Linked DNA regions of Hordeum vulgare: regions 2, 3 and 4 are each linked to region 1. The links are chromatin contacts, called in public Hi-C maps. All regions are on one chromosome and are shown on one strand. The core of a region is the stretch at or near the end of the contact, and the rest is flanking DNA. Distances in the headings are between cores, read along the strand shown.

Region 1 (2,774 bases), core at 198-2,697:
TACGACAGCCTACGCGCCAAGACACGCGGCTCCGATTTGGTACTACTATATCAGCCCTAGAAAAGTACCAACTCAGCTGGTTTCGAATTGAATAAGTTCCGTTCAAACAACTTGTACATACGGATTTCCATATATAGCCAATGATTAACTAGTGTCTTGCTATTTTTTTTATTAAATTAAAGGGAAGCAAAGTAGACTGTCAGTATTAATTGAACATGCTTGGATGGCACAGTAGGAGTATGTTCCCGTGGTCTGAAATCGACCTAATTTCCTGGGCCAACTTAACGGATCCATTCCAACCACCAACCACCGGCACGATCTTTACACATGTGTCGCCAAGCTGCTAATCTTCCCCAGATCCAAGCAGCTAGTATGAGTGTACGTATCACCAAGCCATCGTAACATGAAACTCGAGCACAATCTGCACCCGAATATAAAACACCAGCCGCGCAATGTGGTGCATGATTGCAATCTTCTCAGAACAAGAACAAAAAGCAGACGATCATGTAGTGGTACTAATCATAAACACTAGCTCAAGGTGCTTGGATAAAGAAAGACCGATGCAAGCCTCACAAGTTGATTCCTTGAGGTAACAAGTGATGAACACGGCACAAAACTAGTACCAGTAGGATCAAACTAAACTCGTAATCATCTCAGATGAACCAAAAATTAGCAAGCCTTCCTCACTCGGTATGTTTCTCATCTCACCAGTCACCAGCCTATGTACATTGCAGCATCTAAGTACTAGATAGAATAAAGAACGGCACTCGAATTCACACGCCGAATCAGCAAAATGCATTTTCTTGAAGTCAAAACCAAGGCAAGAGAAACAAGGGGGTGGGGGGACCAGTCGGAATGTCGGGGTAATCCATCACCGGCACCTCGAGATGTCGATCTCGATGAGGTTGTCCTCCTCCAGCTCGATCTCGATCATCCCGTACTCCTCCCCGCCGCCGCCGCCGCCGCCGTCGTCGTAGTCGTCGCTGCCGCTGCAGCTGTCCGAGTCGGAGTCCGACGTCCAGGGCAGGCCCATCTCCTCCGGCCCCCACTCTGCCTCGAACTCCTCGTGGATCACCTCCAGCGCGCGGCCTTTGGGCGCCCACGACGCGAACTCGGGCTCCAGGAACACGCTCTGGGGCTTTGCCGGCGGCGGCGGAGGAGGTGGAGGCGGAGGCTGGGTGACCTCCGGGGCTCTCTCCTGAGGCGGAGGAGGAAGAGGACGAAGGGTCGCGGCAGGTGGCGGGGAGCCGAGGCGAAGCAGGTAGACGAGGAGGAGGACAGAGGAGAGCGGGGCGGGAGAGAGGAGCAGCTGCAGGAGGGGGCGCGGGAGGTAGAGGACGGCGAGCAGGGAGGCGGCCGCGGCCGCGGCGAGGAGGGGGTGGTGTGGCCGTTGGTCGCCGGCGGGGGGCGGCGCAGGGGAGGGGGAGGCCATTTAAGGCGGGAGGAGTGGAGTGGTTAAAGCCAAGCCACGCACCGCCAAGTCGGTTTCTCCACCCTTTTTAAAGCGACAAGCGAACGAGACGAGCGAGAGCTTCCGGTTTTTATTCTCGTTGCAGCCAGCGAAATCAAAACCCCGATCTTTTTTTGCAGGTACGCCCGGAAGGACGGTAGAATGTTGTGTTAAACCACTGATTGTTCGTTCGTTGTCCTCCTGTCCAATTAATGGTAGAATGTCTTCACTGATTGTTTGCATACGAAGGTGAGTAGGGTTGGAACCATTGGTACAGCATCAGCAGATAATGTAGGGATGACATGTGGGTCCGCGTCCACAAGTTGGGACAGCATACTCGGGAAATTGACCAGTACTAGTAGGAGTATCTGCATTCTGCAGAGAAGACGCAGCTGGAAAAGGAGCGTCCGGTCAAACGGCGTGCGACTGGGTCAGCAGTAAGAAACATGATGGGCGGCAGCACGGAGCCACACGAATCGGGGCACCGGCCGGCAGCAAGCGCAAACGGCTCGGCTCGGGCGAGCGGAAGGCTGCAGCATGCACGCAAAGCCGCAGAGCTGCCACCCCCACCTGCACTGCACTGCACTGCACACGAAACGGGAGGAAAAGGCAACCGGACGGGACGAAACGGGAAGCAAATCCCACGACGGGAAGGCAGGGAGAGCTCCACCGGCCGCTGCCGAAACCATCGGGGAAAAGCTGTTGGTGAGCGGAAAAGTGGCCTTGGCCCAGATGCCCCGTGCTGCCAGATCCTCCCGTATCCATCTCGCTCGTCGCCCGTCGGGCAGTCGCGAGCCACACGCATCTTCGGCGCATGTTAACGTGTCGGGGTGGAGCTTTTGTATTGTTTGCGCCGCAGGGCAACATGTCTTCCACTTGAAGTCTTGCCAACGGGGGAGGAGCAGGGGTGGCCCAGATATGGGCACATCCTTTCGGCCACCTACACGTCTACTGTCGACAGGCGATGACGACTCGCCAGGGATGCACGGTGCCAGGAGGCTCGGGCCGTACTACTGTGCTACCAATTTTTTTTTTTGAATGTTGGCCATAGCCAAATTCGTTGATCAGAGAGGGAACAATGTACATGGTCCGGCCCCAAGCAGGATTGGCACGGGGAGAAGAAAGGAGGGGAGACAGAAAACCGAAAATGAAGAACGAAAAAAAGAAAGAAAGAAAAGCAACAGCAAAGGGGATCTAAGAGGAAGGAAACGTCTCAACCAGGACCAAAGGGAATCCCAGCTCCCGCGCAGTTTCAAAGCCTAATCTCTTCAGTGATCCTGCACCGGAAGCCTTCCATCGACATTAGCTCTCGTTGAAAGACCCT
Region 2 (2,774 bases), core at 188-2,687, 340 kb after region 1:
TGGTGGTTGGTCAAACCCACTTCATACTCCATGAGACGAAATCTGGGGTGGTTCCACTTGGACCCCGTCCCTGCGTTCAAACGCGACGTCAAAAAATAAGCACAAGCAGAGCAACGCTTTCGCCGGTCTTCAAACCTCAGAAAACTATATTGATACAAATACTCCTAACTAGTTTGTGGGGGTCGTACCCCTTTGTATGTACTACCCATAAAAAATGAAACTGAATTCTAAGAAGAAAAAAATGAGATGAAGGTCGTAGCATCGCCACAAAACTAACATTATATGTGAGCTCTACCGAGGAATCCAATGCACGTCTAGTGTCAGGGCTTCACGCATGCCATGCATTGTCTGTACCATCCACATCCATGGTTTTCTTAACTATTGGGAAATGGCATTTTGCTTGTAGTAACAATATTCTTTTTTGATTTATTTACCTGTTGAAAAGAATAAAATACATTCCCGTGAAGATAACGTGGCGGACTTTAAACCAGAGTATCTTAAGTGAAAATGTGTAACTAATTAGTTAGCATTTCTTGCGAGAGAATTACTCCATCCTTTTGTAAATATAAGTCTTTTAAACGATTTTACTAGATGTCTACATACAAAGTAAAATGATTAAATGTACACTCTAAAGTATGTCTATATACATCCGTATGTAGTTCACTAGTAAAATCTCTACAAAGACTTATATTTAAAAACGGAAGGAGTAGTTAGCATATGCCTAACGTAAAATATGTTAGCAAACGATATGCCCTAATTACATAGCGGTTAATTGGCTCATGGTGAGTAAATAAAAAAGTTCAAATCACGAGGAAACAACAAGCCGAATGTCTTGCAAGTGGCAGGATGGAAATCGTGTTTTTCTTGCCCACGAAGGTTCGTGCTAATCCACTTTCCCACTGATATGATTTTAGAAGCAATCAAAACGAGAAAAACAACCCCTAATAAAGTAGCTCCTCCCCCGACCGACCTGCGCCGACTTCCTAGCGGCCAATACCGATCTCAGCCACCACGTCACCAACCCCACCCCCTCCAACGGCTAGTTTCCAGATCGACGCGATCGCGCCACGTACCCCGATCCGCCACGCGTAAGGCCGCACCCCCGCCGTCCGATCCACGCGTTCAAGCCCCGCACGCGGTCGGGCGCCAACCCACCTCGATTTCGAAAAGATTATATCCGCGAATTCCCACCGTCCACACCCATGCCCACCTCCCCCACGCACACCGGCCGGTGGACCACCTCACTCGCTACCCCACCTTCCAGTGAAACATTCTGGCTGCGTTGGCGGCCAGGGCGTGAGCCGAAAAGATCTCCTGCCGGAGCACGACCCCCCAGCTTTGGATTCCTGGCGGTTCCTACAATTTTCTGGAAACACCCCTGCTGGAAGAGTTTTCGAGGTAGGTTCCCTCCCGAGTATAAATTCAGCCAGGGGTTGAGGTCAAGCTGTTCCCACATTCAACTCGTCAGGTCCTCCCAACACCATTACTTAGCAGGTAGGTTTGCTTAGAGTTCAGCCGACGTTTCTTCATCAGCCAAGCGCAATCGGATTAGGCACCAAGTGTACCGCGACTCCGGAGTGAAGGGATAGGAAGGAAGAGGAGGAAGGCTTCAGCCGAGACCCAAGGGAGGAAGGTGTGTGAGATCGATTACATCCACCTGCTCTGTTTCTTCTCAACCTGACCCCGATCGTGGGATCTCGTTTCCTTTCTCTGTTTTCGATGTCGGGATTGCTGTTCTGCTCCGGCCAATTGCGGCGAATTCGTGATGTTTATTTGGAATCGTTTATTTTGGGCTGGATTTTGCTCTGTTCCGATTGTTGCTCACGAGCTCTGCAAGCGGTTCAAGTAGTTCGCGGAATGTTGTTTCTCGGGGAATCTGTTTTGAAAGTGCGTTGAAGAGAAGACGGACTTCTTTTTTCTTCCGAAAATGCTTCAGGTTTCTGTTGGAGCTTATTGCTCCCACAGGCCACAGCCTCTAGAATTGGGGGTTTGTAGATTCCTATCGAAATGGCTGCTGGGGTGTTTCAGACGTTTCCAACAAAAATGCGATTAATAGTTGAGTTACTGTTGCAAAGTATACTTCTCTGATGGGGATTTTTCTTTCCTCTGTCTGGAATTCAATTTATTTGCTGCCGAATTAACCAGTTCTTCTCAATAATCCTGTGCAGATCTCATATCAGATAGGCAACTGCAGCAGTAGAGTTCACCAGGCGAAGGGGAAAATGGCAATTGGACAGACTATGCCGAAGGGGTCTCTTGCCACGAGCTTGAGCTTCCCAAGCAGCGGCAGCACAAGGATCCTGGGGAGGAAGAGGGTCGCCGTTTCTCCGGCTCCGAGCCCCTCAGGCCCGCACTCCCCGGTGCGCACTCTGCGCAAGCAGCGCAGCATTAGGTTCCACATGGACGACACCATCTGCCTTCTCGAATCGCTGCCTCAAGATGTCTTGGTAATTACTGCCCCAAACTCGCTAGTGTTCCCTTTGAAACCGGTTCTTGTTCTAGATATGTTGCTTATCCCAATTTGTTGGAACATTTCAGGTCAAAGTCCTGTGCAAGGTGAACCACAGCGACCTGAGGCAGCTCCTCCTTGTGTCGAAGCCAGTCAGCGAAGCAGTAAGCACCTCTGATCCCTCTCTGCCAAATCCAAAACCTGCAGTGAGATTCGTTGCCCCCTCTCTGCCAAACCCAAAACCTGCAGTGAAATTCGTTGCCTATGTATGTAGACTAACATTGTTCTCCTCAATTTGATCTGCGCAGACAGTGGTTGCCAAGGA
Region 3 (2,774 bases), core at 148-2,647, 280 kb before region 1:
TACTTACATAAGTATTTTATAAATTATCAATATGCTGGATACATATGATGGGCATCCCCTCGCCTTAATTCAATCAAACATGGTCAAGTCACATCAGCCCGTAAACATACCTAAGAATTTACGTGGATGTAGCATCTCTCCTCGGAGACACACATTGTCCGAAGTATCTTGACACTCGTGTGCATGATCAAGAAGGCTTGAGATAATCACCGGTGTTTCGCATAAACCGTACCGCGTAGCCAGATAATGTTGTTCCCCGTCGAAGTACTTGCCGATCGAATTACCAGAAGGTCGGTTGAGACGTTGCTTTCCTTGCGTCCACCCCATCCATACCAAGATCCGACCAAAAACACTTTTACGCATGCAGTGCAGTACTGCACTCGTTAGCTATCATCTCCAGTGATTTCTAAAGCCATTAACACGTACGTGCTCTGTTGGATAGCGTGGATCGCTCACTCACTGAAGAGAGCAAGCTACACACCGCAGTACCCAAAGTAAAGAACAGAGAGTAGAGCGTAGAGCCACGACCAGCAAAAAAAAGAAAGAGAAAAGAGAGAGAGCCATAAGCCAAACTGCACAAGCACCATCTCCGGCGCTGCTGTGTCGGCTTCTTCGCGTGGCTCGTCGTCTACCTGGCGCTCCGCCCCACCAAGCCTTCATGACCAAACGTGGACATAAAAGTATGTCTGCTAGCCACAACCAAAACTAATACATGTTCCGTTTCAAAAAATAAAAAAACCAATACAGCAGGAAATGCAACAAACTACCATCTGGCTTTGGTTGCTCTTAACAAAAAAATAAAACCTTTACAATGGGGTCAGAAATAATTCAGAAGTTGATTACAAACACAGCCTGGCTTCGATGCCGGTGGCTCTGACCATGTGCCAAGCGAAGCTAAAGAACGGAAAAGGTTCAATGGTAGGTGGTATATGCATATCCATCAGCTACGGATGCCGCCTACCCTTAGCTAGAAAGGTTCGTGAAATATTCGTATATGCATAAAGTTTCACCTAAATCCATATTTGCGTACTCAGTGGAAGCCGGTGACTCTCGCATGGGTTTGCTCACGTTAAATATGAAGCAAATCGCGCTGGATAGAGGGGACATCGACTCGGGAGTTGGAGAGCGGCGGTGGGTGTAGGGCTCTTGATTGCAGCTATGCATGATTTCATATGATGCGCCGCACACCCTGGTTGTGTACTACATTCACGCCCATCCCCGCCAGAAGACAACAGCACCCGAGCAGCAGCGGCCCATAACTTCGATTTTTTTTCTGCTAACTGTGTCATTCTAGAGCACGCAATTTTACTACGTACTGTATTTTCTCTTTGACAATGACAGCCTCGCCACCTCAGCTAAAATATTGGCGGGAATCAGTCAGATCTGCCACCATTAGTCTGCTTCCTTATGGTTCCGTAAATAAAGATTGATGTCAACATAGCCTGATAAGGCGATCGAGCGGTGGTACACATGGCCTTGTCAAACGCAACTGCATTGCTAAGTTTTGTTTTAACGAGTGCTTGATCAAACGGGACTCACTACATGATCACCAAGCTGCATCAAACAGGAGAATAAAGGAAGAATCTCAAAGCGCACGCGCATGCGGGCGCAAGTTACTCCCCGATCGAATTAGCAGAAGAATCTTCTTCGGTTGAGACGTTGCTTTCCCTGGCCTCCACGCCCCATCTTCCTATACTTTTAAAGCCATTAACACCCACTGAAGAGAGTAGCTAGCGAGCCACTGCACGCACACCCACCAGCCACCAGTCACACAGAGCACAGCACAGAGAGCAGAGCCATGAGCAAGGAGAAGCACCACAGACACGAGCACCACCTCCGGCGCTGCTGCGGCGGCTTCGCCGCGTGCCTCCTGGCGCTGGTCGTCGTCGTGGCATTCATTGCGCTCGTCGTCTACCTTGCGCTCCGCCCCACCAAGCCTTCCTTCTACTTGCAGGACCTGCAGCTCCGCTCCATCAACCTCGGGGATCCCTCCCTCTCAGCCACCGCGCAGGTCACGCTTGCCTCCCGCAACCCCAATGACCGCGTCGGCATCTTCTACAGGCGCCTCGACGTCTTCGTCACCTACCGCGATGAGCCCGTCACCGTGCCGGTCTCCCTGCCGCCCATGTACCAGGGACACCGGGACGTCACCATCTGGTCCCCCGTGCTGTCCGGGGAGTCCGTGCCCGTCGCCGGATACGTCGCCGAGGCCATGAAGCAGGACATCGCCGCCGGGTACGTGTCGCTGCTGGTCAAGATCGACGGCCGCGTCAAGTGGAAGGTCGGGAGCTGGGTCTCCGGCAGCTACCACCTCTTCGTCAGCTGCCCCGCCATGCTCGCCGCCGGCCCCGGTGGCATGCCGCTCGGGGGTGGCCTCAACGGCACCGGGGGCGCCGTCGCGTCACTGAAATTCACGCAGCCGACAGGGTGCACCGTCGGCACGTGATAGAATGGACCGCGCATACGGTCGCATGTTCGTACTGTAAGTGGAAGAAACTACTACGTAGCAGGATACTTCTTCTCTTCGTGTCTCTAAACAATTTCTATTTATATATTGTAGTAATATAAGTTGTCTAAAGCTCTTAATTTTTGTATGTCTCGTTAATCGGAGAATAAACTGTGTTGATGTATGCATTTCAATTTTGGAATTCATAGATGCAATTCCTATTTTGTACTAGTATAAATGTAGATGTACGTTCTTAGAACATCTACAACCCAACTCCTCAAAGAATCCTTATACGTCTAGGCTGGCGGTCCAATTAGTTACTGGTCAT
Region 4 (2,774 bases), core at 146-2,645, 260 kb after region 1:
CGGATAAAGTCTGTGCGTTATCAGTCGGTTGAAAATAAGTGTTTTCCTTGTTTAATACTGCATATGTAGAAAGTTAGCATAAAATGGACACATTTATTTTGAGACGAGAGAAGTATTAAATTATTAAAAGAGCAACTTTTTTGGATAATGATATTATATTCCATCCCTGATGATTAAAAGTGTGATTCCCTTGGAATATTTTTCGTCCTGGTTGTATACCCTTTTTGTTCGGACATATATGGCTGGAGATATATTTCTTATGTGGGTAACATAAGCTGGCGCTGTGAAAATGCTGTAGATCAAAGGGTCCTGCAGTGTATCATGGGCGGTATCCTCCACACGTGAACTGATGTCGAAGTTGGAGTGCATCCGGCAAAAAGATTGAAAGCAAGAGCTAGAAACTCAAGAGTGCCGGACGGCCAGCCAAACTGCACTTTAATTCAGTGCCAAGTTAACCTCTTGTCTGGTTGCCGATATGTGCTATCCTATGGCAAACAAAGTTCAAATCAGTTTAGCTTATAGGACAGTTAACGGAAATGAATTACTTCTACCGAGGAGCCGAGATGGCATCGCCAGAGCGCAAGCGGAGAGAGATTCGGAGATACCGCACACACAGTGAACGCATTATTATACTCCAAGGGTACTATTTTCTCCGTGTCAAAATAATTTCTCGACTTTTCGGTATATAGCGTTTATATTCAGGGAGCAAAAACATGTCAGCACTGTTCCAAGTTGGATGTTGCATTCCCTGTTTTCCTGTTTTTGAGACAAATAATCCCTTAAGTGCAAACAAGTCAATCAGATAAGACGCCCATGATGGTGATTTCAAGGATCAACATTGGACTTTTTGTGAAAAATATACATCTTTTTTTTTTTGGCTTATAGAGCTTAAATCTAAATTTCATCAATCAAAGTGAATTATGAATGAATGTCATTAGTTTTAACTAACCAATTAAATATTTTTTACATATTTGATTTCTCAAACAGTAAATATAGCATTTTATTTTTATTAGTCTTGCATGATGCATGTAGAAAATAATGCATTCATAGCCTTTTTTTTTTATGAATTGGATATGATGTGAGATTGAAAGAACTTCAACTCATCTAGACTCAAAAGAAGCCTAATGTATTAGGTTTTTTAAAATATAAACGCTATAAACCGAAAAGGAAAAAGTATTAAGAATGAGCCAAATAAAATCGAGTGTTTAAAACAGTCAACATGGACTGGACGGATGGTCTACATAACAATGGACTAGATACAAATGGCGCATGACAGGGAGCCAAGAGAAAAAAAAAAAGAAGCTCGTGCAATTAGGTGCGGACAGTCTGTCCTCGCGCACGGAAGCTCGGGAGCTCGTTCCGGGGCCCGGGAGCTCGTTCGGTCCATCGGCATGGATGGCCGCTGAGCTGTCCGCCTACTTTTTCGCGTTCATACAGGTCGCACCGTGGTCCGCATCAGCCCGTAGCACAATAATTCGGTCTTCGGCCTACTGCATGACGAGAGGGATGGATTTGCTTCCGCGAGACGAGCAGCAGTGCTTCCTAAAAAAAAGTGTATTTTTCTTTTTTCATGAGAGATATGGTTTTTTTTTTATTAAAGCCTATCAACATGATACCTAGTTTAAAAGTTTCTACGCGATAAATCCAACAACAAAAACGATTCAAAATTTGAATACATTAAAAATAGAATATTTTAAATAAATAAATCTATGAAAAAAATCTTTTAAGACAAGTAATGCACATGCAATGCGTCAATTGCCACAACATGAGATGGTAAAAATGACCTTACAAAAAGTGATTCTTAAATACTAATCTCGCACTACATGGCCCCGCCGACATGAGATCGATATATATTTTTTCAAAAGAAAAATATCGATATATGTCTTGGGCAGCCGGACAGTTCCCCTCGCCAGCAGCTTAGACCAACATATACCCTCCCCTCGCCAGCAGCCTCTGACTGTAGCAACGTTTCTGCATTCTGCATCCTTTTTCGTTGTTTTATTTTTATTTCGGTTTCTATGTTTTCTTTCAGTTTGTATTTTTAGTTTTTTCTTTGGTTTCTTTCTTGGCCTCCTATTGTTTTTCTTTTCTAGTTTTCTTTGTGTTTGTAACACAAGTCTACGTTTTTTCTATACATCAGATTTTTTAGTACATGATTTAAATTTCCAAATACATGATTAATATTTCTAAAAATAAATATTATGATACCTATTTTTATTTTCATACGCATTACATTTTTTATACATATGGAACACTTTATAATCATTTATATATTTTTAATACATTATTAAATGAATTGTATATTTTCAAATACATTATTTTTAAAGATTTTACATATTTCTATACAGTAGGAACATCTTTATACAGATTAAAAAAATTTAAATACAAGACTACAATTTCTTATATGCGTTGAACATTTTTCAAGTACATAATTAACATATTTTTAGATATATGTTCGGATGTCTACTTTTTTCTTATAGATTAAACATTTTTTGTATAGTCAAATATTTTTTATGTATTGTACTTTTTTCTATACATGAAAACCCAATTTTTCTGCATGTTCAATATACTCCAGTACCTGCTGCTCTGGCGCACCGCCCAAAACGTCACGCTTCACGACCAGCCGGATCAACTCATGTGGAGATGGACCCCAAGCAGAACCTACTCCGCGCGCAGCGCCTACCTAGCGACCTTCCACGGCTCCGTTGCGTGCGACTCCTCGCAACTAACCTGGAGGAGCTGGGCTCCCCCGCGCGTCAAGTTCTTCCTATGGC

Evidence for each region. Hi-C and Micro-C count contacts between places; a contact is called where the count stands out from the background.
Region 2: a Hi-C map of leaf shows a contact between it and region 1, with 5 times the contacts expected there. The contact joins the promoter of LOC123425704 here to the promoter of LOC123429857 in region 1. A contact is called at or near these places in 2 of 6 Hi-C or Micro-C datasets (both in leaf).
Region 3: a contact with region 1 is called in a Hi-C map of leaf, with 4 times the contacts expected there. The contact joins the promoter of LOC123429858 here to the promoter of LOC123429857 in region 1. A contact is called at or near these places in 3 of 6 Hi-C or Micro-C datasets (leaf and seedling) and 1 of 1 datasets of contacts at active chromatin or transcription factors (embryo).
Region 4: a contact with region 1 is called in a Hi-C map of leaf, with 2.4 times the contacts expected there. The contact joins the enhancer-like site here to the promoter of LOC123429857 in region 1. A contact is called at or near these places in 2 of 6 Hi-C or Micro-C datasets (leaf and seedling) and 1 of 1 datasets of contacts at active chromatin or transcription factors (embryo).

Annotation. Positions count from the first base shown.
Region 1 is chr2H:168,106,052-168,108,825 of MorexV3_pseudomolecules_assembly, reverse strand. It overlaps LOC123429857 (proline-rich protein 12-like), which reads right to left and starts at 1,447. Exons shown (of 1, transcript XM_045113832.1): 1 at 543-1,447. The coding sequence starts at 1,432. The coding sequence ends at 872.
Region 2 is chr2H:167,767,098-167,769,871 of MorexV3_pseudomolecules_assembly, reverse strand. LOC123425704 (F-box protein SKIP27-like) reads left to right here and starts at 1,437. Exons shown (of 4, transcript XM_045109417.1): 1 at 1,437-1,633; 2 at 2,169-2,447; 3 at 2,539-2,613; 4 at 2,758-2,774. The coding sequence starts at 2,223.
Region 3 is chr2H:168,381,973-168,384,746 of MorexV3_pseudomolecules_assembly, reverse strand. LOC123429858 (NDR1/HIN1-like protein 1) reads left to right here and starts at 1,397. Exons shown (of 1, transcript XM_045113833.1): 1 at 1,397-2,648. The coding sequence starts at 1,799. The coding sequence ends at 2,446.
Region 4 is chr2H:167,845,707-167,848,480 of MorexV3_pseudomolecules_assembly, reverse strand. No RefSeq gene overlaps it. Among protein-coding and RNA genes, the nearest start is that of LOC123425704, 79 kb to the right of the region's middle. Within about 2 kb of position 1,395, at least 3 of the 3 cell types and tissues checked have open chromatin away from gene starts, as enhancers often do. A contact at or near this core is called in leaf and seedling, where this site is marked.